Regions from separate parts of the Sus scrofa genome. Here region 2 is linked to region 1. Evidence: chromatin contacts called from public HiChIP or PLAC-seq data. All regions are on one chromosome and are shown on one strand. Each heading gives the region's core, a stretch centred on a gene start, on an enhancer-like site or on the middle of the called end of the contact. The rest is flanking DNA. Distances are from core to core; before and after follow the strand shown. Region 1 holds the start of CIB2 (calcium and integrin-binding family member 2). Region 2 overlaps RASGRF1 (ras-specific guanine nucleotide-releasing factor 1).

Region 1 (2,779 bases), core at 89-2,588:
GTAAGCTGTTGGTCGGAGGCCTGACACCAGTGAGAGCTCTGCCAGTGTTCTGTCCTGTTACATGGTTGAGACGAGCAGAGAGCTCAGCAGAGCTGAGGTGCGCCCCCTGGAGGCAGCCCCTCTTTGAGGCAGCAGCAGGGATTCGTCCCATTGCCCAGGAAACACAGGGATGCTCCCGTCCTGACCTGGAAGAGAAGACAACCGCCCAGCGCCTGGGCTGCCCTCAACTCAGGCTGAGCTCACAAGAGACAGAAGCGGGGCCCCAGAGGTTAGATAACTGGGCTGGGACCGGCAGCAGGAGGCAGCCCCCAGGCCAGCAGTCCCCCTGCTCCTATACATTCTCTTGGACCAGCCCGGGAGGTGGGGGCCCTGCCAACAAGTCCCTGCTCTGATCGCTGCTCACGCGGGACCCACTCTCCTGATGCCCTCCACCCCAGCTGGGCCAGCACTGGGCTACCCCACCCTGTGCCCAGCCCAGGCCAGCACAGGGGGCTCAGAGACAACCCCATGGTTCCCTCCCCAGTGCCTCTCACCCTCCAGTAATTCTCTGGGCCTGGGCTCAAGCCCCTCTCTAGCTGGGCTGGCCACTTGTCCAGGGCTGAGCCTGCGGCTCCCTGCCCCTCAAGACTGAGGTCACACAGGAAAACAGGCCCCAAGTGGATGCTGTGTGAATCCCAAGTGGATACCCAGACCCCAGGGTCACACACCTGAGGCCTGGAGAGGGGCTATATGCAAAGTCCCATAGCAAGGTAGGCTGTGTCCCCAGTGCCCAAACCCTTTCTTGCTTGGAGTGCGCTGTATGTGTATTATAGGTGAGGAACTCGTGACATGAAACTTTCATGTCAAACATATCTGTGGTCTGAGAACTAACAGCATCAGCTTGTTAGAAAAACTGAATCTTGGACCCTACCCCAGACCTGAACCTGATGAAATCCATGGGTGATTTCTGTCTGAGAGGGGAAGCTGTGGCTGACCCGCCTGTGAGAGGCCACAGCCATGCAAGGAGGAGGCTGAAGAATTACCGTAAAACACAGACACAAACAAGGTCTGCCAAGGACAGCAGGCTGGCCACTTAGCAAAGGGGCAAGCGGCTGAGCACAGGCCAGCAGCCCTGAAGAGTGTAAGGCACCTCTGCTGCCCGGCCCATGCGGAGGGGCAGAGTCCCCAGACCCTCGGCCCACCCTTCTCTAGCTGCTTCCCCTTCTCTGCCCCACAGCAGCGGCCTCTCACGTACCCGGAGCTCCGGCATCTGGATGATAAGGCTCATGGGCACATGGACGATGGGCTCTTCCTGTAGTCCATCGGGACGAGGTTGGGGGCCAGCTCATAGAACCGTGCATGTAGCCTTCGAGGGAAGCAGAGAAATAGTGTGGAGGGGGTGCAAGCTGGGCTCCCCATTCGCCCTGCGGCCCAGTGCCGCCCAGCCTGCACCTCGGCTTCCCACGCTGGAGACCCCCTTTGGCCAGGGGCCTCGGGGGACCGTCTGCTCTGCCCACAGGGTGTGGGATTTGCGAGGGAGTCAAGTTCTGTGCTAATAACCAGGCAGTGTCCTGGCCATTCCCACCACCACTGCCACCCCTGCCATCCCCCTACCCCCGTGGGCCTGCAACCCGTATTCCTTCCTCTTTAGGCTTGAATTAAGTGCTTTGTATGTGCCAGGCATTTTAGCTCTTTAAATTTCTTCCCCATGATGCTGCAGACAGATGCACTGAGACCCCAGTTTAGAGCTCAGCAAACAGGCCTGAAGAGGTTGAGAGTGATTTCTCTAACACCACAGAACTAGGAAGTCTCAGGGATCGAGGCTGGAAGCCAGGATCAGAAATCCAGAGCAGAAACCCTTTTTCTTTCTTTCTTTCTTTTTTTTTTTTTTTTTTTTTTTCTTTTTAGGGCCACACCTGCTGCATATGGAAGTTCCCAGGCTAGGGGTTCAATCAGAGCTGCAGATGCCAGCCTACACCACAGCCATAGCAAAATGGGTCCGAGCGGCATCTGAGACCTACACCACAGCTCAGGGCAACGCCATATTCATGACCTACTAAATGAGGCCAGGGATTGAACCCGCATCCTCATGGATCCCAGTCGGGTTCATTACCACTGAGCTGTGATGGAACTCCAGAGCAGACACTCTTAACCCCTCCCCATGTGGCTCCCCACTCCTGACATTCTTGAAACTCTGGCTCAGTTTGCTGCCCCTGACCCCAAGCCAGGCCCTGAGGGCTGGGTCTCTGGAAGGGCTCCCAGAAGCCCACACATCCTGGGAAGCCCCTGCGGATGGCCCATGGGCAACCTCTTTCCATCTGGGAGCCGGCCCTCTTTGCTGGAGGATCAGGTGCACAGCTCCCTTCTGCCTCCCACCTTGCTCAGGAGGCCCTGGAACACAAGGCTCCCCCCCGTCCCCTGCATGCTGTGTGGACCCTCAAGGGCATGACACCGTCTCAGCTGGAAGGCCCTCCTCCATTAGTCGGTCCTCTCCGGCCCTGTGTCCCCTTGTCTGGGTCTCTGACATCCCAAAGCACAGCCCTCCCCTCCCACCTCTAGGCGGGTATGAATTAGGTTCAGATGAAACTGTGTGCATGAAGTGCAGCCAGATGGGGGGACAAGTGGCCAGGCAGTGACTGGGCACTGTGGTAGGCAATCTGCCCAAGGTAAGGCCTAGGGCTACTGGGGGCTGGACTGAGAGGTGACCACATATCTCCTGGGGCCCACCTGCCCTGCAACCTCAAGGCCAGATCGATCCTGGTCTTCTTCTAAGCAGCCTGACCCTGTGACGTGCTCCCGG
Region 2 (2,779 bases), core at 147-2,646, 370 kb before region 1:
CCCACAACCTCATGGTTCCTAGTCAGCTTCGTTAACCACTGAGCCACGACGGAAACTCCTATTTGTTTGAGTTTTAAAAGTCTCTTAGATCCTGGGAAAGAACATGGAATCCAAGAGCTACTCAAGTTCTAGCCCTGCCACGTGGTAGTGACCTCCTCAAGCCTCAGTTTACTAATCTGCAAAATGGGAGTGAAAATATCTACCTGACAAGAGTGCGGTAAGGATTAAGTGAGGAAATGGTTGCAAAGCACACGAGCCCATGCCAGGTACATAGTAAATGCTCAGTAAGTAACTGTCGTTAACACTCTGAATGATGTAGTGTGAACTTGTGATAATGATCACAAGCCTTTGCTTAATGAGCACTCTGGACCTAGGACAAGCCACTGAGGCGGATCCTGTGACTTTCCCTTTTGTAGCAATAAGGGGAACTGAGATTTCTAGAAGGAGCCAGCAAGTGGCAGAGAGGGGATATGATACCAGGCAGCCTGGCCGCAGAGTCTGTGTCCTTAAACCAAAGCTAAAATTCAAGCCACTTCTCATTCGATATTGCAATTGGAAATAGAATGCCTGACAGCCTCCTGAGAAGGGCATGCTGCAAACCCACAAGGTCTGAAACTACCATGGGAAGTTTTTTGGATGTAAAGTAAGAGTGCTAGATGGGGCTTTGGAGATTATCAAACCCAAGTGACATCACCGTGCAGGTTAAGGCCCAGCAAGACCTGGGGCAGGGGTGAGGAGGGGTCGGGTGAGGGATGCTCACCCAAGCCCTCCAAAGAGCCAAACCAGAAGCAGAACTCAGATCCCTGCAGCCCCAGCCGCCTCCTTGACCACAGCCTTCTGGACTCATCAGCCCACACACAAGAGGAAAGGAAGTAACCTTCCCTCGGGGACCCACTCTGATGCTTTCCCCTGTCACCCTCTTCCTCCCAGGTGGCACCAGCCCTGTAGACATTTTCACAGATAGAGTAGCCACCTGGCCAGGTTTCTGTTATTGTCAGTTTTTATATTATTTATCTGTTGCTGTGTAACAAATTACCCCCAAAGGCAGTGGCTTAAAATAAACATTTGTTGTCTCACAGTTTCTCTAGGTCAGGAAGTCGGGACAGCTTAGCTGCGTGGACCTGCGTGGCCAGGGTCTCTTAAGACGTTGTGGTCAAGGGCGGCTGGGGCTGCAATCGTCCGAGGGCTCGACGGGGCAGGGACACCTTTTCCAACTTGGCTCCCTCGCATGGCTGTTGGCTGGAGGCTTCAGCCCCTCATCTGTAGCCCTCTCCTCTGACATGGAAGTCAGCTTGCCCCAGCACAAGTGGTCCAAGAGACAATAAGAGAGCAAGTAGGAGGCTGCAGCCCCCAAGCTGCACCCCGTCACTTCTGCTTTAATTTCTTAATGAGAAGCAAGTCGCTAAGTTCAGCCCACGCACAAGAGGCAGAAGTAGTGCCTTCACTTTTTGAAGGGCAGGGTATCCAAGAATTTGTGGGTGTACTTTACAATCAGCACAGTTGTGGCTACTTTTATTTCTCACAGTAATATCAAGGGGTCTCACACCCAAGTGATGCTCACATGCTCAAGGATAGCGGGCATTTTTCCAGATTTTCCTTTTTTTTTTTTTTTTTTTTTGATAGGCAAGAAATAGATTTATTAAGGTAGGACACTTGTGAGATATGCAAGCAGGCAGGCAAGGAGGCTCTCCAGATTTTCCTAACAATTAAAAGCCAGCAACTGACCTTGAGCTCTCTCCAGATTCCACTGCTAACCCACCGGGTGACCTTGGGCGGGACACTTAACTCTGATTTCATTTCTAAACCTATCAAATCAGAATAACGATACTTGAGATGGGTCCATAAAGTTGGCCTGTTTTCCTCTTGCTAACATGTGAGGTTTAGCCTAGAATGAGGGATTTCAAACCTCTGCAAACTAGGGGCTGCCTCAGAGTTGCCGTAGGACAAGAAGAGGCCATGCAAGCCAGGTTCTGACCTGTCTACCCCCAGCCTGACCTTGGCCTTCACTGGGGGAAGGCATCTCCAAGCCAATCCCATTTGAAGCACTTCGCTGGGCTGCTTCTTCTTTTTTTTTCTTTTTTTTTTTTCTTTTTGTCTTTCTGTCCTTTTTAGGGCCACACCTTCGGCATATGGAGATTCCCAGACTTGGGGTCCAATCGGAGCTGCAGCCACCAGCTCACGCCACAGCCACAGCCACGCCAGATCCGAGCCATGTCTGCCACCTACACGACAGCTCACAGCAATGCTAGATCCTTTACCTACTGAGCGAGGCCAGAGATGGAACTGGCAACCTCATGGTTTCTAGTCGGATTTGTTTCTGCTGCACCACGACGGGAACTCCCTCACTGGGTTTCTTATGTGAGGATAAAGTTCTTCAGCTTAAATACCAAGATGCGCACTTGGCATGTAATGTACACAAACGTGTGGGTTACATGGGTGCTCACTTCTTTTTTTTGTCTTTTTGTCATTTGGGAGCCACATGCGCAGCATATGGAGGTTCCCAGGCTAGGGGTCAAATCAGAGCTGTAGCTGCTGGTCTACACCAGAGTCACAGCAACACTAGACCTGAGCCGTGTCTGTGAACTACACCACAGCTCACGGCAACGCCAGATCCTTAACCCACTGAGCGAGGCCAGAGATCAAACCCGCAACCTCGTGGTTCCTAGTTGGAGTCATTTCTGCTGCACCACCACGGGAACTCCTGGGTGCTCACTTCTAAAGTCCCTCCCTACCCCGGTATTCTGGAACTCTGAAGCTAGCACCTCTCTCGCCTTGAGTC

What was found. HiChIP or PLAC-seq counts read pairs in DNA pulled down with a chosen protein or histone mark.
Region 2: an H3K27ac HiChIP or PLAC-seq map of alveolar macrophages shows a contact between it and region 1. The contact joins the enhancer-like site here to the promoter of CIB2 in region 1. A contact is called at or near these places in 6 of 47 Hi-C or Micro-C datasets (embryonic fibroblasts, heart right ventricle, mesenteric adipose tissue and 3 more) and 1 of 2 datasets of contacts at active chromatin or transcription factors (alveolar macrophages).

The regions. Positions count from the first base shown.
Region 1 is chr7:47,806,365-47,809,143 of Sscrofa11.1, reverse strand. It overlaps CIB2 (calcium and integrin-binding family member 2), which reads right to left and starts at 1,338. Exons shown (of 5, transcript XM_021098837.1): 1 at 1,290-1,338; 2 at 1,235-1,287. The coding sequence starts at 1,302.
Region 2 is chr7:48,174,043-48,176,821 of Sscrofa11.1, reverse strand. The region is part of intron 10 of RASGRF1 (ras-specific guanine nucleotide-releasing factor 1); the gene reads left to right. Among named protein-coding and RNA genes, the nearest start is that of CTSH, 69 kb to the right of the region's middle. Within about 2 kb of position 1,396, at least 1 of the 83 cell types and tissues checked has an H3K27ac peak or open chromatin away from gene starts, as enhancers often do. A contact at or near this core is called in alveolar macrophages, where this site is marked.